7 separate regions of the Mus musculus genome follow, and regions 1, 2, 3, 4, 6 and 7 are each linked to region 5. Evidence: chromatin contacts called from public ChIA-PET, HiCAR-type, HiChIP or PLAC-seq and promoter capture Hi-C data. All regions are on one chromosome and are shown on one strand. Each heading gives the region's core, a stretch centred on a gene start, on an enhancer-like site or on the middle of the called end of the contact. The rest is flanking DNA. Distances are from core to core; before and after follow the strand shown. Region 1 holds the start of Enpp4 (ectonucleotide pyrophosphatase/phosphodiesterase 4). Region 2 overlaps Cdc5l (cell division cycle 5-like (S. pombe)). Region 3 has its middle 49 kb from the start of Cdc5l. Region 4 holds the start of Spats1 (spermatogenesis associated, serine-rich 1). Region 5 holds the start of Supt3 (SPT3, SAGA and STAGA complex component). Region 6 has its middle 62 kb from the start of Gm35204. Region 7 holds the start of Clic5 (chloride intracellular channel 5).

Region 1 (2,810 bases), core at 212-2,711, 670 kb after region 5:
GTACATTGCATAAACTCCCCTAGAACTCCATCTTACCCTATTGTTCAAAACAATTGGCGGTATCGCAGTGACAATGGCAGCTAACACGATGACCGGTGACTGGCTGAGTGCTTTATTTGCTTTAGAAAACGTATTGGACAAGAACCCTGAGAGGTTGGTCCAGGACTTGCTCTGCAGATGAGGAGATAAAGCTCAAACAGGTTGAGGCACAACCTTACTCAGTGCCCAACATTACTCAGTGCTGGCCAAGCCAACCTGTGGGTCCAAGACGCTCCAGTTTGTGAATGTACAGGATAGCTGGAGGCTTGAAACTGGAATCAATAATGAACTGACTACACTCATATTAAAATTGTCTCCTTGATTGCACCCAGGCTCTGAATTATGGCTGTACTCTCAACTCAGAGCAGGGTACCAAATTCAGCCTTTGACGTTTAATGCCCAGAACCCAATAAATCCAGCTACTGGGTTTCCAGCTAAGTCTTTTAGATTTCAGGGTATAGTATATGATTTTGATATCCTTAACTCGATTAATTGTATCCCCTTAAGTATCTTGTGTGTAGATACTGTAATGAAAACATTTTCTGAGCACTTGCATCTTAACAGAGGAAGCATTTAAACATGGAGTACCTTAACATACCTCGTTAAACCCAAAAATCATTGAGTAAGTCCATGCATGTCAGGTTCACCTTTGGGCATTAGAGATACAAAGAAAAAATACTAACCTCTTTGTCAACTATGTCTGGGCAATACAAATATTAAAGAAATATATCTCGGGCAATTCTGCTAATTAAGTTTGAAGTTGGATAATTCAGCTATTAATACTAGTTTTAAAGGCACGAGCATAATTTCACATCCACGGCTGTGGCAAAATTAGAACAAACTTAGTTTGAGGACCCCAACAGACTTTTATTTGGGACTGTAGAAACAGACAACACCTTATTCTAAATAGAAGGAATGTGCGCGTGAGATGACCAGAGGATGATTTTAAAACAGAAAGGGAATTTTAAAAGGCAGAAACATGACCAGAAAAAAAAAATGAACTGGTTGTTTCAGAGTGTCTTTCCTTGTGCAGGTGAAGGCAAAAGGAACTTCTTCGTCTTCTGCCTAAAACAAGGGACCCACAACAGAGTAATAAGAAAAGGGCAGCCAGGGCGGGTGAGAGGGTGGGAAAGGCAAACCTCTCTGTCCAGCTCCATTCTACCTGTCTCCGAGTGGTACCGTTAAATGAACCAATGGGTAAGGGAGTCCCATTCACCGCGGGCTCGGGCATCCAATCCGGGTACGCGTCTCACACTCGGCGGTCGGCCCCAGGCGCTCTCTGCGGCGTCCCGCAGCAGCTGCGCACTGGGAGCCTCCGGAGCGCCCCGGGGCAGCGCCAGTCTCTGCGGGGGCCCGCGCGCGGGGGGTGGGGGGGGGCGTCCGCTACTGCGCAGGCGTCCCAGGAAGCGCTCCGCGGAGCCGCGCTCCGCCCGCGTCCGCCGACCAGATAGTGGCCGGGAGCGCGGGGTTCCGCTAGCGCTGAGTTCCGCGCGCCAGACCGAAGTGGCGGTGGAGGCGGGTGAGTCCCGGAGGGAAATGCCACTCCCTTCCCCAGCTCGCCGAGGGCGGAGGGTAGAGACGGTGAGAGCTTCTGGTTCCTTCTTCTCCACCCGCGGGTCGGTTCCGCTAGTGGAGACGCGCGTGGGGTGACCAGGGAGGCGGGGAGGAGGAGCATACGGCGGCAGGTGGATGTCAACTGTGGCGTTAGGTGAGGGGCGGGGGTCATGGCCGGGGTCAGGGTCAGGGTCAAGGCGTAAGGGCGGGGCCACGGCTGCCTGGGTGTCAGCTTCAGGGTCAGTGCTTTCGTGCTGTCAATTGGCATTCCTGATCTAAAATGTAGAGAGCAGGCTGAGGGAGATGCCGGATGCTGGGTAGGCGCTGCGCAAACAACCCTTCCCAATGCTGGAGCCAGCCCTGAGCCTGGATGGCTGTCCAGCCAGTGACTGGAAAAAAAATCCCCTGTACCTTTGGTGGGACTCCAGAGGAGCCAGCTGCAGAGAGAAGCACGCGGATGTGTGGGTTTCCCCTTTCTTCCAGTTTCCCCAGAGATTTCTCAGTTTTAGGGGGACTGTTGAGTTTTCGTGCTTCTCCCCTGCCTTACCCCTCAACTAAGTTTAAAGGCAGTTTTACTGGGTGTGCCTGGGAAGAAAGTTTGTTGGATGTACATCATGGGGCATTTTGTGTGCAGTAAGATGTAACTGAGTTGAAGATGCTATGTGTGGCCTAGAACAGCGGAGAACCATTTAGAATCGTAGAATCATTGAGACTTAGAAAACTTTCAGGGAGTTGGGTTTCTTCCCTTAGGTTAAGCACTTAATAAAAATCTATGGGTAAACCACCTGTTACCTGTGCCACACGGGCAATAAAGGATATTGCTATTTTAAAGCCACATTTGAATTTCTTTGCTTCAAAGAGCAGAGGGAATGCTAAGGCTGATCAGGGACTTTTCCCTTACCCTCTTCCAGTCCAAGCCTTCGATGGTCTAGGATTCAGTGAGAGCTGATGGACGTTTAGGCAAACAGTTAACCCAGAGGAGGCAAGGGATATTTCCCCACCCCCACCCCCAAACTGGAGACTATATCAGATTTCCAGTTACTGCTAGTCCAGATATATCTGCCCTTTCCCCTCCCCTGCCCCCCTTTTTAAATTCCCTTTGGGGTTTTGTTGGGGTGAGAATTACAGAATTTCTTACAGCATTTTATAATTTCACTCCTGGATCCATGGCTTTCTCATTCCATGAAAATGGTCTGAGGACCTTTGGATGGGCGATT
Region 2 (3,090 bases), core at 167-2,666, 630 kb before region 5:
GTATTGTTTTTTTTTTCACCGAACCAAAAGCTTGCTGTTGCTGAGTTGGCTGGCTGAACTATAGGCACATGGTCATGTCTGTGGTTTTCTCCCTGCCCCCCCCCCCCCTTTTAAATGGGTTCTGGGGATTCAAACTCAGGTCTTCAAGTTTGCAAAGTAGCTACTCTTACCCATGGAGTCATCTCCCTAGCCCCTACTTAGAGGCTATTTAGCTCAGGTATTGTCCATCCCCTTCTAGAGAACAACCAACCAAACCTTACCATTGGTTTAAGGAAGGAGGAAATAAGCTAGTCTTGAGCTTTATGGTGGTAGAAAGTGTATGCTTCAACTTAAATTATTACTGTAAACAGGCCCAGGATGCTCTGGTACAAGAGATGGAAGTGGTCAAACAAGGAATGAGCCATGGCGAACTCTCCAGTGAAGCTTACAACCAGGTGTGGGAGGAATGCTACAGTCAAGTCCTCTATCTTCCTGCTCAGAGCCGCTACACTCGTGCTAATCTTGCTAGCAAAAAGGACAGAATTGAATCACTTGAAAAGAGACTTGAGGTTGGTATCCATTTGCTTATATGTTTAAAAATCGATTATTATTGTGTGTATGATGTGTATGTAAGTGCTCGAGGAAAGCTTTGTGGAGGCAGTTCTTTCATTTCCTTCTAAGTGGGGTTTGCCTTGAATTCCTGCTGCTAGGCTTGCGCTGCATTCACTTTTACCTGCTATCTTCATTGCCCTTGGTATCCTTTTAAAATTCCAATTCAGTTGAAATTGTGAGCCAGTTAATACGTCTGGTGACTTAAGTACTAGGGCTGGACAGCTGATTGCTTTGTAGTTCTTGAACACTTTGCTGGGTACTCTTCCCTCAATCAGAACCTTTATTTACGTGAGGGAGGGAGAAGGAGTTACTAAAGTCAAGATGGGTCAGTGAGATCACAGCAGTGGGAGTTTTGATCTATAGCTCACAGAGCACCGACATTTACAGAAACTCAGTACATTTTTGTGTATCCTGCAGTTGAGTTAGAGTGGAGTTGCTATGCAGACAGTGGCTCTGTGATTTCCTATGTCTGTGATGCATTGAAGCCTATTAACAGCAGTGGTTTCTTAATAGAATGTTCATGTTCTGAATTCCAGAATCTCTGTAGACATTTTGCAGTGGCATGTAAATAACACAGACTGCCAGGCTGCCTTGTGGGTTCTGGTTGTTGTTGTTGTTTTTGACAGGGTCTTACTGTGTCACTATGCCTATCACTGGAACTTACTGTGTAGATCAGGTTGGTCTCAAGCTCAGACATCTGCCTACCTCTGCCTCTCCAGTGTGAATAAAGATGTGAGCCACCACACACAGCATGCTTTCTAGACTCTTACTCGTGGTCTTTAGGGATGTGTCTGAGGCCAAGATGGAATAGAGAAGGGAAAAGGGATTCTTCAGGACACTGGATGCAGAAAATGACCTAAGCTTCCTCTTTCATGTGATTGTTAGTTTTTCTTTATAGAAAGTAAATTTGAGAGTATTTTTGTTTAGGGTTAAATCTAGATATTAGAATTAATTGTGGTAGTTGGGGCTGTGTGGAACTAGAGAAATGAACAGGAAAAAACAGTGTCTTCTAATATGAATCTTTATGACCACTTATTGTCATACCTTTGTGCTTGTAGAGTTAGGAAATTAGTCTTTGTAATGTAATTCTTGCAGTGCCAGGGCCATGAGTGTTGTAGTTTTATGACTTCCAGCAGGTGGCACTGTTGCTCTGTTTTAATTCATAATGAAAGCTCTCGGAGACAGAACACGAGTGGTTAAATTGTAGGTTATACTTTGTGTCGTGCAGGCTTCTTTTCTTACAAATGACAGTTATAGATCTAAGGCCAACTTTGTAATTGATTGGTAGGCTGTTTGGAATGCTTTCTTGTAACATTTATATATAAATACTTCAATCTCTCACTTTGTTTGAAAAATCTCAGTTTGAGGTGGGTAAACTCTCTCTGCTGCAGATCAAGGACATCTTAATGTTGTTTAAAATGAAGAGGATAATCCCCCTGAATCTCACTTACTCTGCTGAGGCTCTAACTTGAATCTCACTTACTCTGCTGAGGCTCTAACTTTCATGACAGCAAACAAATGTCACAGCGTGAGTGCTGCTGTGAAGTCCAGTGACTCTTCTCTGTTGGATCAGCCCTGAGAATTCTGAAGGGAATAGCACAGCGAGCCTCCGCTGTTCTGTTCTGTTCTGTTGGAGAGGTACTTGGGTTGTTGTGAGCAGTCATTAAAAACATGTGGTTCTCTTTGTTCACTTCATACCAGGACTGAAGTCTTCTGTTGAACTGTTTTTGTTGAGGGATTGCTGATGTTGGAAGAATATTCATAAAACAGTCTAAAGTACTTTTTTTTCTCTTTTTGACTCTTGGGTAACTTGGCTTATTGTTAACCCAGCTAGTTAATTTTAAGGAATATTTAATCAAATCTTTCAATTAGTAAACTCTTATTCCAAAAGAACGTTTATTAAGTCTTCAGGAAGAAGAGAAGCAATTCAGAGATCCAAATAAACAAAGCTTCCATTTAGTGTGTATCCATCCATAAATCACAGCTAGATTTCTCAGAGCTCCTGAAGACAACAGTTTACTGGTTTGAAATATATAAATACTTTATTTCAACTGTGTGGTGATTCTTTCATCATCTCAGTTGATTGCTAAATTATAAACATCATTCAGAGTTCACTGTGAGGAGGAACTGTAGTTAGATGGTGTAGCTAACTGCTAATCCTCTACTTGAGGCTCAGGAAGGTGGGCTTTCTGGGCAAGCACAGTGCACCATGGCTGCCAGTGTTTGACCTTTGCTGCCATGAACTTTGGAATAGTGAATCCAAATTGTGGCTCCATCTCAAGCCCATCAGGCAAGAAAACACGCAGAGTTGTCATGGCTGGTGTTTCCTAAGCATACTTAAAAATATCCTCTGGAGTTTATACTGTGGGTCATTTTTTTTTTTTTGAGCCACCACTTATGTTTAATATTTGTAACTTGGCACTTAAAAAAAAATGTTCTTAAGATTCTTAAAACTGGGACTCAGTAGTTACAAGCACCAGCTGCTCTTATAGAGGACCC
Region 3 (2,785 bases), core at 223-2,722, 610 kb before region 5:
AGTTGGCGCTCTTAACCACTGAGCCATCTCGCCAGCCCACATAAAATCTTTTGAAAGAGATTATTTGTTGGTAAGTCCCAGGTGTGGAGGGACAAGTCCAGGGATGGCTGCCCTCTGCTCCCAGGAGCTGACAGCAGCAGATTGGACAGAGGGGCAGTGCTTGTTCAGGATTTCTGAGGGGGCGGGGCTTCTCAGGACAGTGATTTCCTGAGTGAGGATTGGTGGGGTTTTGTGGGAAGTTCAGGGGTTGGTGGGTTTTCCACTCTCCTGCAGCAGAGCTGTGCACTCTCACAGAGGCTGCTATGTCCTACAGATGAGTTCATCTCACTCTGCTCTACTGTTTATTGTTTTTATTATTATTTTTAAAAATGGCTTGGTGAAGATTGCATGCTGCTCTTGCAGAGAACCCAAGTTCCGTTCCCAGTATGCATTTGGGTGGCTCACGACGGCCTGCTGTAACTTGTGCTCCAGGGTATCAGCTCCTCTGGTTTCTACTGGCACCAACCAACACGCATGTGCAAACACCCACACATACATAATTTAAAACAATCAGGATAAATCTTTTAAATAAATGGTAGCTAAGGAGTCTTATTTTCTCAAGTTTAACTTCTGCTACAGTAAATAACAATAGGTATGACTCCAGAAACAGAAGTGGGTAAGTTTTCATCTCTTAAACTTGCCGGCTGGAGAGAACTGTCTCTGCCCAAGCAATCCATGGCTGTCGGTCCTCTTGATCAGCGGCATTTTGCGTTCCCACTCTCCTCATTCCACTCAGGGCTGTCTGCTGTGCCAGGGAAGGATGGCACTGGCTGAACCTTCTGCATCCAATGAGTCACTGTGCCCCCAACCTCCTGTGTGTGCCAAGTGTGTAGATACGTGTGTGCACATGCAGGTGGAGGCCGGAGACTGAAGTTGGATGTCTTCCTCAATCACCTCACCTTACTTTTTGAGACAGTCTAACTATGGGGGTTGTTAGGAACGGGGCAGCATTGAGTTTGACATCTTGGGGTGTCTACAACATGGGAAATCGAGAAGACCGCACAGTGGGGGTGTGTCTGCTTCGTGTACTTGGAAGTTGTGACTTGAACAGGAATGGTCTTCATAGGCTCATAGGTTTCAATTCTTGATCACCAGGGAATAGTACTATTTGAAAGGATTAGGAGGGGTGGCCTTGTTGGTGGAAGTGTGTCACTGTGGGTAGGCTTTGAGGGTTTCAGAAACCCAAGACAGGTCCAGTGGTTTTCTCTCTTCCTGTCCTCTGTAGATCTGGATGTAGAGCTCTCAGCTTCTTCTCCAGCCCCATGCCTGCCGGCATGCCGCCATGTTTCTGCCATGATGATAATGGACTAAATGTCTGAAACTGTAAGCCAGCTCCAATTAAATGCTTTCTTTTGTAAGAGTTAGTTGGTGATGGTGTCTCTTCACAGCAATAGAACACTGACTAAGGTGGAAGACTTTGCGGGTTCTGACCACTTCCTGGAGATCTGCTGATCACTAGTTGGAGTGGGAGAGTTTGTTAAGCAACGTGAATACCTTGAAGGAGACGGGTTTCCAGACGTTCATTTCAGGAGGGTCAAGCTCTCTACTTGCCGAGGTGGATCTGAGACTCAGTCTGGAGGCTGTCACTTGCTCTGTGTGATGATTCTCACTGGCTTCTGCCTGTGGACTTAGAGCTTCCTAAGGCTTCCAGGCCCTGCTCCAACCCAGCTGAGACTAGTGATTCCAGCTCCCACCCAGTGTCTACCTATATGCTTGCAGGTGTCCTTAGAGGCCAGGAGAGCATGTCAGGTCCTCTGGAATGGTGGGTGATGGTGAGAAGCCAGATGTGGGTGCTGGGAACCAAACTTTGGCCCTCTGCAAGAGCAGCTGGTGTTCTTAACCACAGAGCTGTCCCCCCAGCCTTGGGGCCTCCATTTTAACACGAGTCCCCATGAGTGTGCAAATTTGAGGTACATATTAAAATTGCGGAAATGCTCCTGGGCCTCACCTAGGAATTGTGGCGTCTGTAAAAAGGCAGTTTGGGTTGGTTTTGGTTGCCCCACGCTCTTGAGAAGTCGTCTTTAATATTCTGTTCCCTGTGGTGGCCTTCCTGTTCCTGCTCTGCCCTCTCTCCCAGCACACCTATTAACAATTTGTCCATTCTTTAGAACCAGGGAAAAAAAGCCATTTGCAAATCTGCCCTGCAGCTCATGGGCAGATGTGATAACTTACTCAAACCAACTTGATACTTATTTAATTTCCCTGCATCATCCACTCCAAAGCATTTTTATAAAGCCATTTCTGAAACCTTTGGATAGGCCATTTGTTGGCCTATAAGACCTTCTCCCCAGAGAGGCTGTTAGTTATACCTGGAACAAGAAAGCTCTGTTATTAGAAATAATATTTGGCCTTGAAAAAACTCTAGATAAGTCGGGGGGAAGAGGACTAAGAGCAGGAGACAAGCTGTGTCCGCAGTCCCCACGATTGTGCTTTGACAAAGGAGCAAAGAGAGCCAGTGGGAAAGACAGGCCCAAGAAGCTGCTGGCTCTTTGGAAAATGTGCTCTTCCATGTGTTAGCCACTAGCTACATGCAGCTTAAAGGACATCTGAATTTACATAAAATCAAACATTCAGTTTCCCCAGTTACCCTAGCTGCCTCTCCACCATCACAGGAAGTTGTCTTGGGTTGTGCTATTCTGGGAAGTCATTTAGTAGCCACTTTCCTATTGTGACAGTACAGTTTAAAGCTAGAACAATTTAAAGTGAGGAGTGATTTATTTCAGCTCATATAGTCTCTGAGGTTTTA
Region 4 (2,982 bases), core at 178-2,677, 700 kb before region 5:
ACAATATTCAGCTGTTTGATCCCACCAGTGGCCATTCTGACATTACCACCTTCTCATTTTCTTTCTTCCTGAGACAGTTTCTGTGTATAGTTCTGGCTGTCCTAGAACTCGCTCTGTAGATCAGGCTGGCCTTAAACTCACAGAGACCCACCTGCCTTTGCCTCCAGAGTGCTGGGATTAAAAGTGTGTGCCACCACTGTCCAGCTCTGGCTTCTTTTTTATAACCCCAGTGGCCGTCTCCTATTGGATGACTCCTCAGTTAGGGCGTGGCCTGGAGAGGATCTACTCCGTCTAAGCAATATTTGGCTAGCTCAGTTTCAAGATTTCTATACTCCTTCTGTTGTTTCTTTTGCAATCAATGCAATTACTAACAACAGAACCACTCTGTGGAGAGGGTTCAGTGGGTAACGTGCTTTCTGCACAAGCCGAGGACCTGAGTTCAAACCCCAGGACCTACTAAAAGCCATATGGCACATCTATAAGCTGGTGGGACAGAGATAGGTAGTTCCCTGGGACTCCTTGCTGTAACAGTGAACTCCGGGTTCAGCAAGAACCTTATTTCAAAAATGTAAGGCAGAGAGCAACGGAGGAAGACACCTGACATATACAAATGCATGGGCAAGTGAGTCCCTGATACATGTGCACGCACATGCATACAGCACACAAGTAAATATGAATAATTATATTAATTACTCTCTCTCTTTTCCTCCTCCTCCTCCTCCTTCTTTTTTTGTTTTTTTTTTTTTTTTTGAGACAGGGTTTCTCTGTGTAGCCCTGGCTGTCCTGGAACTCACTCTGTAGACCAGGCTGGCCTCAAACTCAGAAATCTGCCTGCCTCAGCCAGCCTCCCAAGTGCTGGGATTAAAGGCGTGTGCCACCACTGCCCAGCCCCCAAACCAGGTCTCAATATAAATTTAGAGACTAAGCTTGGGATGGGGGGCGTTTCTATGTGAGATTTATTAGGGAAAGGGTTAGAAAGATAAATTTCAGTCTATACCATGGAGAGAAAGATAGCTTTGTAAGGGTGGAACTTGGGAGTGAATCTGTTTTCTGGATGACCTTGAACGAGCCTTTGTTCAAAGTCAGTTTTCTATTTTGAAAAACGCAGCTGGCTGCTGAGGCAAGACAGCATCCAGCAGGGCGCCTGGCCCAGAAAAAGGAGCGGTAAGTGGTGGGTGAATCCTGTCTAATCAGGATGCCAATTCTACACCGACATCTGCAAGCTCTGTAGAGGGTGCACCGCACACGGCCACCCGAGGTGACAGAAGTAGCAATGACAGTTGTTGGAAAAGAGCCGCAAACTAAAACAAAATCCTGAGGTTCTGCAGCTCTGAGGTCTGAGACCTCCATCCTCAACCCAGGCCGGAGCGCCGGGTGCAGGAAGATAGGTGCGTCAAGAGTAGCGCGCCAGCTCGCGGGAAGTGGCGCGTTGTCCTGGCAACCCTGGACCGAGCCTTGCAGGCGGTGGTAGACGCCCTTGCTTTCGCTTTGCATCCTGGTATTTGGCAGTTCCGCTGCCAGTTGGTGCGTTGATCTGGGCCACATCCTCCATGGAGTCTTCCAAGGGTAGATGAAGGGCTTCCCCCAGGGAAGTAGGGTGGGACTCAGAGGTGGAAAGGAGACCCAAGGACGGGGCGGGGCGAGTACTTTCGGGAGCCCTGAGTCAGGAGGAGGAGGAGTGGGCAGGACATTCAAACCCGTGAACACCGCTAGGAGGTCCAGTGAGATTTAGGTTTTTCCCTTGCGCTGCCTCTTGAATTTCAATGACTTATGGGGTCTGTTGGTTTTGAATGATAGCCTTTCTAACAAGCACCTTTTGGGTCCGATTGCTTTTCACTGTGTGAACTGGTGAGCCCATGAATACTGGATATGGCAATCCCGTCCGCCAACTTCCCTCTGTCTCAAGAGCGGCCTGTACTAGAGAGCGGCAGAAGGTTCCAGAGAAAAGCGACTTGGGCATGACTAAGGTGGAAAAGAAATACAATTGAGTTCTGGGAAATCAAAAGGTTGGATGGGTGTATAAGCTTATGGAGAGAAAAGGTTTATTGGACTCATAGCTTTATAGGTTTTTTTTTTTTTTTTTTTTTTAAAGACTAAGCACTGCTACCTCATATGTAGCCCAGAGTAGCCCGGAATTCTCCATCTTTTGCTTCACAGGCCCCCGACATTCCAGGTGTGGCTCATGGTCAAGGTCCTGTTGCTTTGGCCCTCTGGTGGCATATCATAGTGGCAATCATCAAAGCGTCTCCCTCTTAGTCAAGAAATAATGACGAGTAAAAGGGATGGCTGTGGTCCCACTCTTTCACTCAGAGGCACCCCAACGACCCAAGACTTCTTATTTTTTTAAAGTTGTCTTTATTTTATTTATGTATGTTTTGCCTGCCTGTTTGTATGTATGTATACTGAGTTTGCGTCTGGTGCCTGCAGAAGGTAGAAGAGGGCGTTGGATACCCGGGAACTGGAGTTATGGATGGCTGTGAACCACCACGTGGTGCTGGGGATAGAAGTCCCGCCCCCCCCTGCAAGAGCATCAAGGGTTCTAACTCTCTCCACCTCCATGCCCTCTGACTTTTAAAACAGTCCCATCATCCCAACAGTATGACAGACTGGGAGCTAAATCTTTAAAACATGGGTTTTTGGAGAGCATTGCAGATCCAAGCTAAGGCAGATAGTTAGGGGCTACACACAATGAGCTCATGTCTACATTTGAGATCTGATCAGTCAGAGACTTCCATCAAAAAGAGGAGCTAAGCTGGCGCTTGCACACGTGCAGTGCTTGTGCAGGACAGGCAGGCACGAGGATCGCAGTGTTCAAGGTCATTCTCATGGTATACAGCAACTTTGAGGCCAGTCTCGCCTGCGTGAGACCCTGTCCCAACAACAAGACAAGGCAGAGATCTGACTGTGTGGTTGCCTGGAGCTTCTAACAGCAGGGAAGTATATTGTAAACGAGTAAAGGGAGCCAGGGGTTTGAGCTGCCTC
Region 5 (3,225 bases), core at 325-2,824:
CTAGTTAGCACTGTTGTCTTTCCAACTAAATCTGCCATTAGCTTTAGAACCAGAGTTCAGAGCATTTTGCTTTAGTTTGCCAAGCTGTAAATAAATACTAGCAGATCTACAATTTGAATGAAAGGCATTATAGAGATTCTAATTACGAGTCCTTTTAAAAGCATAAATAGTTCAAAAGCTGGCCTGACTTAAAACTCAACCAAATAAAAAACTGCAACTGGCTCTCAATCTCTCAACTTTTTCAGACCTGTGGGATCCCATGCAATAAGCACCATGCCTGTGTGTCTACTTACTTACATTGTAATTAATTTGCTAACCAATTAAAAAATCAAGCTCATCAGAGCCACCTGCACCCGGTGGTTACCATATTGGTAGCCCATAGAGTATAGCATTTCCAGCTTGGCATAAAGTCCCCTTGGGCAGTGCAGCCGGAAAAGGGTGGGAAGCTTGCAATAGTATGGTTAAAGTAAGGTCTGGTTGTGCAAAACATTATCTTAGTAGTCATATTCCGCCTCGCTGGAACACGCAGAAATTCTACCAGTTGTTTCTTTCTTTAAGTAAATCTTTTAACAGTGAACTAACTCAAAAATACTGAGAACTCAGGTTTTATCCCAGATAAATATGTACTGGTTTCTTCCTGAGTCTACTAATTCCAAGGACATAAAGCTAATTTTAATCCGGGTGTTCAGTAACAACACTGCTACTGGGATCCTGTCTGACCGTCAAATATATTCCACTATCCCTATAACTCTTATCACTTGTCACATCAACTAGCCTGACTTCCAATATAGAAGGCAAGATGACAGACAATTTCCTTGGAGCTCAAACGTAATTAATCACAGCTGGCGTGATACAAGCTTTTAGCACACAGATCTTCTCCCATAAACCTGAGTTTTGAGCTAGGCTGCGATGATCCCCATCTATACCCCCCGACACCACCGGCTAAATGATTTATTTCCCCAGGGGTCCCAGAGGCGAGCTCTGACAGCAACATCTCTGTGTCCTCTGTCCCTCAGCCTGCATGCACACTGCACTTCCTTCCACTACCACTTCCTAGCTTCCTAGCTTGCCTTCTTGGAGGACTTCCCACCCATTTGGGTGACAAGCCTAAACGGTGCCTCTCCGCCCGGCCCCGAGGGCTCCCCTGCCTCACGCCCACCGACAACGGGGAGGAGCCACGGGGCACCCCACGCTCGGCGGCCTGCATCCGGCTGGGCCCGCAGCCCCGGGCCAGGCATTTGGCTGCCACGACGTCCCTCAAGTTCCCATGACCTCGCCCCACTCCCCGCCGCCCCCACGCGCCCCCACAACCTCTGCTTAAGACACGTGGAGGCACGGCTGCGCGTCCCGCGTGGAGAATGAGAGGGGACAGAGATGGCGCGGTGTCTGCGGCGGCGGCGGCCCCGGGACACGACGGGCAGGGGGGCGGGGAGTGGGGGGAACCAGAGATTGTAGAAAGGGAAAAGGTGACTGAGCTAGGCTGGAGGGGGTGGGGGTAAGATGGCGAGAGCGCCACTATGAGGGGCGGGGCGGGGGTAGCGGAGCCTGGGGTGACTAGAGGGACGGGCCAAGCCGTGCGGCGAGAGCGCATGCGCACCCGGCTGGCCAGCGCGCGCGGTCGCGGGCCTGCTTCTTCTACTTCCGCCACACTCCGGGGGCGGGGCTTCGCGCTCCCGCCTCGGCGTACGGAGCGGCCCGCAGCCACGCGGCGGAGCCTCAGAGCGGGAGTTGTGATGAGTCGAGTGAGCGATCTGGCAGAGGAGCTGGATTTGGCCTGTGGTGACTCTGCAGACCGTAGGAGTGAGCCCGAGGAGCTAGGATTATTGAGAGTCGGTGATCTGCACTGGGAGAAGGTCTATGCAAGCTTCTCTTCAGGGGTTGGTCAGGTGACCAGAATTGTTTCCAATGACAAAGGGGCGCAGAGTTAGGAAAGACTCTCTCCTCAGAGAAGCACTGTGTGAGGACTCAGTCCGTTCTAGGACCTGGGAACACCCACCTACCCACCCCTACCGGCCCTTGCGCAAAATCGAAAGCCTGTGAAAACTCATCTGCAAAGTTACCCCACCCCACCCCCGTTCCTTTCTACAAAGTTCCATTACTTTAAAAAGCATGCTTTAGTTAATAACTTTCACTATTGGGGAAGCTTTATAAACAAGCAGTGGTGATTTTTCCTTGCACCACTTATATTGAATTGTATGTATGACCTGTCTTCCCGTGTTTGATGGTTGCAGGTGTAGTACCTTAATGAACTGGAGACAATTGTGTGTGATGTTTTCACTCGGCTGTTTAGAAAAGAAAATATCCACTATCCTACCATTTCAAATATTATTTTTATTATATTATTTTTACTATTATTATTTATATTAGTCACTTTTTTCGCTAGGGTTTTACTGCTGTGAATAGATACCATGACCAAAGCAACTCTTAAAAGAACATTTAATTGTGGCTAGCTTACAGGTTCGGAGGTTCAGTCCATTATCAAGACAGGAGCATGGCAGCATCCAGGCAGGAATGGTGCAGGAGGAGCTGAGAGTTATACATCTTCATCTGAAGGATGGTAGTAGAAAACTGGCTTCCATGCAGCAAGGATGAGGGTCTTAAAGCCCACACCTACAATGACACACCTACTCCAACAGGGCCATACCTTCTAATAGTGCCATTCCCTGCGCCGAGCATATACAAACCATCACATTCACCTTTACCAGGTCTTTTCAAGCACTACTTACTTCATTAATGTCTTGCCTATGAATGTATGAGTTCTGAAATAATCCTATTTGCTGAGTGTCTTTAAAACAGCCATTCATCTGATCATCTCCTCTCTGGATTGCAATTGTCTTGTGCTTAGTCCTCTGTAACTGCCAGACACTTCAATATTTGCCAAATACACTTCCAAGAGTAGATTTAGGATGTGGAGGGTCAACATGAAGTGTAAGATCCAGGCTCACTCTGCCCAAAGCTGAGTGCGAGCTATATGGGAAAGTAGCCAAAAATTGTCATTATTTCCTTAAAAATTAAGACTAGATTATATACAAAAGGTGAAAAGACTTTTTTAGTACATTGCCAAGAAATAGGAGATTGGGCTGGGCGTGTAATCCCAGCATTGGAGAAGTCAAGGTCAGCCTTGATTTTTAAGACTGAGCTGTCTTATAATAAAAATAAATAAACAAACAAACAAACAAACTGCTGTAAAAACAGAAGACAGATTATCCAAAGAAAAAAATTCCA
Region 6 (2,859 bases), core at 234-2,733, 580 kb before region 5:
TTAAAATGTGCACAAGGCACAGACCAGGATGTGTTGGCTAGAAGAGAAGAGATGGCAGGGAAGCAGAAACTACTTGCTTCCTGTCATAAAGGATGTCAGCATGCAAATGTGTTTGTCACATGCAGCCTCCGCAGGTGCCGGAGTCTACTTACTGTGTGCTCATTAGGTATTTGCTACTAACTTTGTTTAACCAGTGAAGAAACTGAGGCTCAGATAAAAAAGGAGACACGTGTGTGTGTGTGTGTGGGTGGGTGGGTGGGGGGTTGGGGATTGAGCCTTGCATATGACAGGCAAGTACCTATTTATTACTACTGAGCTATATCTTCAGCCATTTAAAAAATCTATCTATCTATCTATCTATCTATCTACCACCTATCTAGTTAAGTAATTTGAGAGTTTCATGTGGCCTAGGCTAGTCTTGAACTCTCTACATAACCAAAGGTGATCTTGAACTTCCGATCCTCTTGCTTCCACCTCATCATGCCTGGTTTTATGTGGTGCTGGCACTCTAACCCAGGCCTTGTGCTTGCTAGGCTAGCTCTCTACCAACTAAACGACACTCCCCATTCATTCTTTGAATTTCATAAGTTTTGAGACTAAGTCTCACTAAGTGTCTCAGGCAGGCTTGTGATCTTCCTGCCTTAACCTCCTGAGTAGCTGGAATTATAATAGTTCTGTGCATCCAGGCCCCCGGTGAAAAGGTAATGCTAAAAAGATAAATGTCTGTTGAAATCTTACAGACCTATCGAGAGCTCTACCCATCATCTCATGGGGAAAGTCATGTCCTCAATGCTGAGAGGCAGGGTTGGCTGACATAATCAGGTGCCGCCATGATGCTCAACAACTTACAGCCTACCACAGAACAAAGAAGGACCATTCCACTTGATGAATGGCACTATGCTGGATCATCACAAAGAAAACACCATTCATTACCATTGGAGTCCCCCACCCCCGAAGTAGAATTACTTCCTAGGCTGCCCCTCCTCATTCTCTTTTTCAAAGAGCTCCAACATCGGTGCTTGTATGGATTGGTGATGCTGTTAGCCTGAAGTTGGGCTGGGAGGACACAGACTGTGGGGTCTTTTCTTCTGCTCTATTTTGTCACATGAGTCTAAAGGTGGACAGGGCACCTAAGGGGCCAGTGACAGGAGAGCAACTGACTGATGTCCTGAGTCCATTGCACAGTTGCACTGGCTTCGCTGGGCAGAGGCCTTTCTGTGGGTGTGAGGAGCAGGTTGTGTGTACCTCAGCGGGCTTGCTGGTGGTGCGAGATGTCACTCTTTGTCTGCCTGAGTCAGGGATTGACTATTACAGCAGCGTGTGCGTGTGTGAGCTGTCCCACACAGAGCCTCCTCTGACCTCTGAAAGGTTGCTTCGCTGCGTATCTTCCTAATAAATTCCTGCTCTTTCCCAGAAAGCTGCTGTGAACACTGTTGCAAGGAGAGCTTGTTAAGTGACCCTACGTTTAAGGCCTGAGTCAAAGCCTTGTGTGTTTTCGTAACTAGAAGGCTATGTGTTTCTTAGCTACTGGTCAGACTGGATGAGCCTGCCAAAGAGCCTTCAGGGAATTTCCTCACCGTGTAACAAATTTATGAGTCATATGAAAAGCTGGGAAGCGCTTCAACCAGCTGCCTCTCATTGACTCAGAAGCCGTTTTACAACACCTTGGTGCTGGGGCCTTGGATGGAGCCAGTTGAAAGGTTTATTATATCTACAAATGGCCTGCCACAGCCAGGGAGAAAACCAGGAGCCTCCCTTCTCCTGTTCCCTCTGCAGACACTGTAAGAGTTCTCTAGAGCTGTTCAGCCAACACAAGGGCAGCGTCTGCAGAGTTGTGCTGTTCCCTTACGGGGTTGCCCTTGGGCCGATGGAGGAAGGTGGTTTTTGGCGTGATTTTCCATGTCTATTCAATTAAGCAGTAGTGGTGATGCTGAGTGTGTGTGTGTGTGTGTGTGTGTGTGTGTGTGTGTGTGTATAGATGGCTCCTAGGTTAAGAACACAGGCTGCTCTTCCAGAGGACCTGGGTTTGACTCCCAACACCCGCATGATGGTTCACAAGCATCTGCAACTCCATTTCAAGGGGGTATCTAGTGCTTTCTTCTGGCCCCCTTGGTCACCAGGTACACATACATGCATACATGCAGGCAAAACACATACATGCATAAAAGAAACAGCTAATCTTCATTGCCGATTTGATTGGATTTAGGATGACCACAGAAGCACACTTTTGGGTATGTCTATGTTACGTGTTTCCAGAAGGGTTATTCGAGGAGGGAAGACTCACCCTGCATGAGGGTGGTGGGGAGGGGGGCTAGACTGAGAGGAAAGGAGAAAGCAAGTGGGGACACAAGCCTTCTTCTCTCTCTGCTTCTTGACTGCAGATGCAATGTCACCAGCTGCCTCATGCTCCCCCTCCCTGCCCTCGTGCGTTCCCACTGTGATTGATTCTCAAACTGTGAACCCACATAAACCTTGCCTTAAGCCGCTTTTGTTTTTGTTACAATGGAAAAATAGCAAGGGGCTTCCAACTTAACATACCCGAGTCTGTGCTCTGATCGTCCTGTCCATGGTTCTTCATTGCCTGCTCATCTTAGGATCTATATGTGCTAGATTAGAAAGCTGTGGGAACCCACCCACAGGCTGAGTTTGAGCAGTAGACGTGGACTCTGAGGTCCTGAGCGTCTTCCTGGGCACAAGGAGGCCATGGGGTTGGGGAGGGGCTTTCCTTTCTGATGGCCTGGATGCTCTGAAAGAATGGGGTACAGAATCCGGCATTCGCTAGCAGTGTGAGTGCCTTGGCTTGGCTGCTGACCTCCCTTCCGTTCCCACGCTCTCCTAAAGCTGCCTTCTCGCTCAGCC
Region 7 (3,037 bases), core at 48-2,547, 590 kb after region 5:
GTTCTGCTTCTGCAGTGTCCCAGCAAGGAGGGCTGATCAAATGTTTCTGCCTACACCTGCGGACCCGGCCTCCAGTCTCCCGCAGCTTGCAAAAGAAAAAACATTAGAGCTGCTGTCTGGTGTCTGCTACTGCTCAGGGGAGCGCCCAAGAAGCAGGGGGGCGCTTAATTTGGTTCTGCAAGAAGCTGTTGCTTTGCAGCCCAAGTCGAAACTGACAGGTCCCCTGGTTACCTGAGACGGTCCTGTAGAGTCATAATGACAGTGATAATAACAGCAGGGAACTGGGTGTTCATTTTTTTCTCTCCTCTACAAGTCACAAAGCAAGAAAATAGCTTTGTGGCCTTCGCTTTTATTTTAGTGTTTCTGAGTAAAACAAGAGAGGGTGGGTACTAGAAAATGCTGTTTTTGTTGTGCCAAAGAGGATCTCTCTCTCTCTCTCTCTCTCTCTCTCTCTCTCTCTCTCTCTCTCTCTCTCTCTCTCTCTCCCTCCCTCTCTCCCTCCCTTCCTCCCTCCCTCCCTCCCCCCCCCCCTCCGCTAAAGAAGAAAAGTTTACTAGTCTAGCCAGATTCCCCTGTCCCTATATCTGGAGACATCTTTCAACTTGGCCAAGATCCCTTCCCTTGGAGCTCAGGATCTGCTCTTCCCTCCGAGCTCAGGATGAGGGACGGCAACCTGTCCTACAATGTTTGGTAGACTACGGGTTAACTCTTCAAGAAGACAGCCACCTGCCAGATCGAAACTCACACCCTTCTCCGGAAGCCCCTGGCAGAAAGGCCACCGGCAGGACCAGGAGGGCGCTGGACTGTGCTCCCTAGGGAGGGTCTCAAGTCCCAGAGGGACCTGCGTCCTGACACTTGAGATCTCCTCATCTCCAGCCCGGGAGGAGGCCCGCGAATGCCGACCTACCTTCACGAAGAGCTCGATCTCGGGGTCCCTGTCGTCCCCATTAGTTGTCGCTGAGTCCGTCATGCCGTTGGCGCCCCGGACCACGGTCCCGGGCCGGAGAGGCGCCACCTCTGCAGCACTTCAGGCTCCTGCTCACAGCGGGGGCCTCTCTTTTGCACGGTGTTTAATGTTTTCTTTTTTTAAGACTACCAGTTTCTCATCAATTTCTCCAAGCAAGGACAGCGATGCCTGAGAGATCAGAGTCCCAGGTGTCACGCGGAAAGAGAGGACTCCAAGAGCCAGCAGGGGGCTAAAAGGAAAAGCGAGCTAAGGGATTGACAACAGGTCCCAAGAGCAACAAGTGCCTGACTGCTGGGAGGTGTCACAGGATCCGAGACTGTCAGCGATCCCGCGCCGCTGCCGCGGGTGCGCCCAAAATAGACCACGGCCGCGGGGCGGGGTCAGTCCGGGCGGGGACTGGAGGGAGGGGGACACCCTGGGAACTCAGCATTCGTTGGGCCCAGTCACATAGGAGACCCCTCAGTGTACGAGCTCAGACAGAGCTAAGAATGTTCTGAAGGTCATGAGGGACAGAAAGAGTGGTGTACAGAAGATGATTTTCAAGGTTTGTTTTTTTTTTTTATTTTTAAATTTTTGTTTTTTAATGAAGAGGTTCAGTTAGTCCATCAAAATCACGCACTTACAATAGCGTGGAGCGAAGAAAAGATCCTGAATTCGCTGAGCTTGCCATTTTTGCTCTGTGCAAGTGGAGAGGGAGTGGGCCAGGAGCAGGGGAGAGGCTGAGGGGTGAGCCAACCAGTAAGGTGCTGGAGTCAGAGATCTGCAGCTTTCAACTTTGTGGGGTTTTCATTCCCTTGCTTGGTTTTATTCTCCTCTGCTTTCTTATTCTCTCTCTCTCCCTCCTCCCTGTCTCCCCTCACCTCCTTCTCCTCTTCCTGGTCCTGCTCCTCCTTCTCTCTCTGCCTCTGTCTCTGATTCTGTCTCTGATTCTGTCTCTGATTCTGTCTCTGATTCTGTCTCTGTCTCTGTCTCTCTCTCTCTCTCTCAGAGAGAGAGAGACAGAGACAGAGAGAGAGAGAGAGAGAGAGAGAGAGAGAGAGAGAGAGAGAGAATTCTATAGCATAGGCTGGCTTTGGCCTTAAACTCACTATGTAACTGAGACTGGTTTGGAATTCCTCATTCTCCTATCTCAAAACCTTCTAAGTGCTGCTTACAGGTGTAGGTCACCACATCCAGCTTTCTCTTTCTCTTTCTCTTTCTCTTTCTCTTTCTCTTTCTCTTTCTCTTTCTCTTTCTCTTTCTCTTTCTCTTTCTCTTTCTCTTTCTCTTTCTCTTCCTCTTCCTCTTCCTCTTTCTTTCTCTTTCTCTTTCTCTTCCTCTTCCTCTTTCCCTTTCTTCCTTTCTTTCCTTCTTTCTTTCAGAACTATGATACAGATATACTGTGCTCACATCCTGTAAGCATAGCTCAATGTATTTTCACCAGCTGCTACCAGCACTAGATGAAGGAATAAAATATTGACTTCTTGCTCTTTTTTTTTTCTTCTGCTTTTCCACTCACCCAAGGTAACCATGACTCAGACTTGAAATAGTCTAAAGTGAGAGTTAGGGTTGGTAGGTTGAAGCTACTAACGCTGGTTTCTTTCAACCATAATGGCATTGGACACATTTCCCATAGATATAGACTTTGGTAGAGGTGTTGTTAAATCACGGAATATAAGAAGGTTCTTGATAAATATTCTCTCATGCTTTTCTGAAGTTCTTTCCTCCCCTGCCCCCACATTCCCACCTCTTATTTCTTTTTTACAAGTAGTTGCAGAGCTGGGGAGATGCTCCGGATGTGAAGTGCATGTCAGGCAAGCAAGAGGCCTTGAGCTGGGAACTCCATCAACTCAATTGGGCAGGCTTGGTGGCTTGGCTCGGCTCCCAGGCCTCTGGAGGTGGAGACTAAGCAGATTCTGGGTTCAGGTGAAAGACCTTGTGTCCATACAAAATAGAGAAAGCAATCAAAGGTGTTTTAATCATTTTAAATGGTGCTATTAGCCTGGCTTTATAAAAGTAAAGAAACTGAAGCATGGAGTACTTAAGAAACTTGACTCTATTCCTCAACCCAGGAAATGGTAGAGTCAGAAT

Evidence for each region. Promoter capture Hi-C pulls out the DNA fragments that hold promoters and counts their contacts. ChIA-PET counts read pairs in DNA pulled down with a chosen protein or histone mark. HiCAR-type assays count read pairs that join an accessible place to other places. HiChIP or PLAC-seq counts read pairs in DNA pulled down with a chosen protein or histone mark.
Region 1: a contact with region 5 is called in a HiCAR-type map of astrocytes, with 2.5 times the contacts expected there. The contact joins the promoter of Enpp4 here to the promoter of Supt3 in region 5. A contact is called at or near these places in 2 of 484 Hi-C or Micro-C datasets (the HPC-7 cell line and embryonic stem cells) and 4 of 115 datasets of contacts at active chromatin or transcription factors (astrocytes, fibro-adipogenic progenitors, memory CD8 T cells and 1 more).
Region 2: a promoter capture Hi-C map of 3T3-L1-derived adipocytes shows a contact between it and region 5, with 9 times the contacts expected there. The contact joins the enhancer-like site here to the promoter of Supt3 in region 5. A contact is called at or near these places in 10 of 39 promoter capture datasets (the 3T3-L1 cell line, 3T3-L1-derived adipocytes, the C10 cell line and 7 more), 3 of 484 Hi-C or Micro-C datasets (the G1E-ER4 cell line, bone marrow-derived macrophages and pre-B cells), 7 of 115 datasets of contacts at active chromatin or transcription factors (the 230-238 cell line, acute myeloid leukemia, embryonic stem cells and 3 more) and 2 of 9 other capture datasets (adipose tissue and embryonic stem cells).
Region 3: an RNA polymerase II ChIA-PET map of memory CD8 T cells shows a contact between it and region 5, with 10 times the contacts expected there. The contact joins the enhancer-like site here to the promoter of Supt3 in region 5. A contact is called at or near these places in 11 of 39 promoter capture datasets (the 3T3-L1 cell line, 3T3-L1-derived adipocytes, the C10 cell line and 7 more), 4 of 484 Hi-C or Micro-C datasets (the G1E-ER4 cell line, bone marrow-derived macrophages and nephron progenitors), 16 of 115 datasets of contacts at active chromatin or transcription factors (SST interneurons, acute myeloid leukemia, craniofacial prominence and 11 more) and 2 of 9 other capture datasets (adipose tissue and embryonic stem cells).
Region 4: an H3K27ac HiChIP or PLAC-seq map of microglia shows a contact between it and region 5, with 4 times the contacts expected there. The contact joins the promoter of Spats1 here to the promoter of Supt3 in region 5. A contact is called at or near these places in 6 of 39 promoter capture datasets (the 3T3-L1 cell line, the C10 cell line, hippocampal neurons and 3 more) and 3 of 115 datasets of contacts at active chromatin or transcription factors (astrocytes, microglia and pancreatic cancer cells).
Region 6: a HiCAR-type map of fibro-adipogenic progenitors shows a contact between it and region 5, with 5 times the contacts expected there. The contact joins the enhancer-like site here to the promoter of Supt3 in region 5. A contact is called at or near these places in 3 of 39 promoter capture datasets (cranial neural crest, embryonic stem cells and frontonasal cranial neural crest), 4 of 484 Hi-C or Micro-C datasets (the N1E-115 cell line, bone marrow-derived macrophages, embryonic stem cells and 1 more), 16 of 115 datasets of contacts at active chromatin or transcription factors (SST interneurons, craniofacial prominence, embryonic basal ganglia and 10 more) and 1 of 9 other capture datasets (adipose tissue).
Region 7: a FOXA1 HiChIP or PLAC-seq map of pancreatic cancer cells shows a contact between it and region 5. The contact joins the promoter of Clic5 here to the promoter of Supt3 in region 5. A contact is called at or near these places in 3 of 39 promoter capture datasets (the C10 cell line, hippocampal neurons and pre-B cells), 1 of 484 Hi-C or Micro-C datasets (CD8 T cells), 4 of 115 datasets of contacts at active chromatin or transcription factors (the 230-238 cell line, bone marrow-derived macrophages, extraembryonic endoderm stem cells and 1 more) and 1 of 9 other capture datasets (embryonic stem cells).

Annotation. Positions count from the first base shown.
Region 1 is chr17:44,104,459-44,107,268 of GRCm38.p6, reverse strand. It overlaps Enpp4 (ectonucleotide pyrophosphatase/phosphodiesterase 4), which reads left to right and starts at 1,461. Exons shown (of 4, transcript NM_199016.2): 1 at 1,461-1,620. It overlaps Gm34917 (predicted gene, 34917), which reads right to left and starts at 1,485. Exons shown (of 4, transcript NR_167720.1): 1 at 1,202-1,485.
Region 2 is chr17:45,402,052-45,405,141 of GRCm38.p6, reverse strand. It overlaps Cdc5l (cell division cycle 5-like (S. pombe)), which reads left to right. Exons shown (of 16, transcript NM_152810.2): 14 at 351-548. Among named protein-coding and RNA genes, the nearest start is that of Cdc5l, 30 kb to the left of the region's middle. Within about 2 kb of position 1,416, at least 19 of the 459 cell types and tissues checked have an H3K27ac peak or open chromatin away from gene starts, as enhancers often do. A contact at or near this core is called in 3T3-L1-derived adipocytes, adipose tissue, bone marrow-derived macrophages and 1 more, where this site is marked.
Region 3 is chr17:45,383,363-45,386,147 of GRCm38.p6, reverse strand. No RefSeq gene overlaps it. Among named protein-coding and RNA genes, the nearest start is that of Cdc5l, 49 kb to the left of the region's middle. Within about 2 kb of position 1,472, at least 10 of the 459 cell types and tissues checked have an H3K27ac peak or open chromatin away from gene starts, as enhancers often do. A contact at or near this core is called in memory CD8 T cells, where this site is marked.
Region 4 is chr17:45,473,383-45,476,364 of GRCm38.p6, reverse strand. It overlaps Spats1 (spermatogenesis associated, serine-rich 1), which reads left to right and starts at 1,427. Exons shown (of 8, transcript NM_027649.3): 1 at 1,427-1,566. The coding sequence starts at 1,551.
Region 5 is chr17:44,775,515-44,778,739 of GRCm38.p6, reverse strand. Supt3 (SPT3, SAGA and STAGA complex component) reads right to left here and starts at 1,574. Exons shown (of 12, transcript NM_178652.3): 1 at 1,312-1,574. It also overlaps a transcript of Runx2 not described here.
Region 6 is chr17:45,358,390-45,361,248 of GRCm38.p6, reverse strand. No RefSeq gene overlaps it. Among named protein-coding and RNA genes, the nearest start is that of Gm35204, 62 kb to the right of the region's middle. Within about 2 kb of position 1,483, at least 69 of the 459 cell types and tissues checked have an H3K27ac peak or open chromatin away from gene starts, as enhancers often do. A contact at or near this core is called in fibro-adipogenic progenitors, where this site is marked.
Region 7 is chr17:44,186,832-44,189,868 of GRCm38.p6, reverse strand. It overlaps Clic5 (chloride intracellular channel 5), which reads right to left and starts at 1,297. Exons shown (of 6, transcript NM_172621.2): 1 at 908-1,297. The coding sequence starts at 970.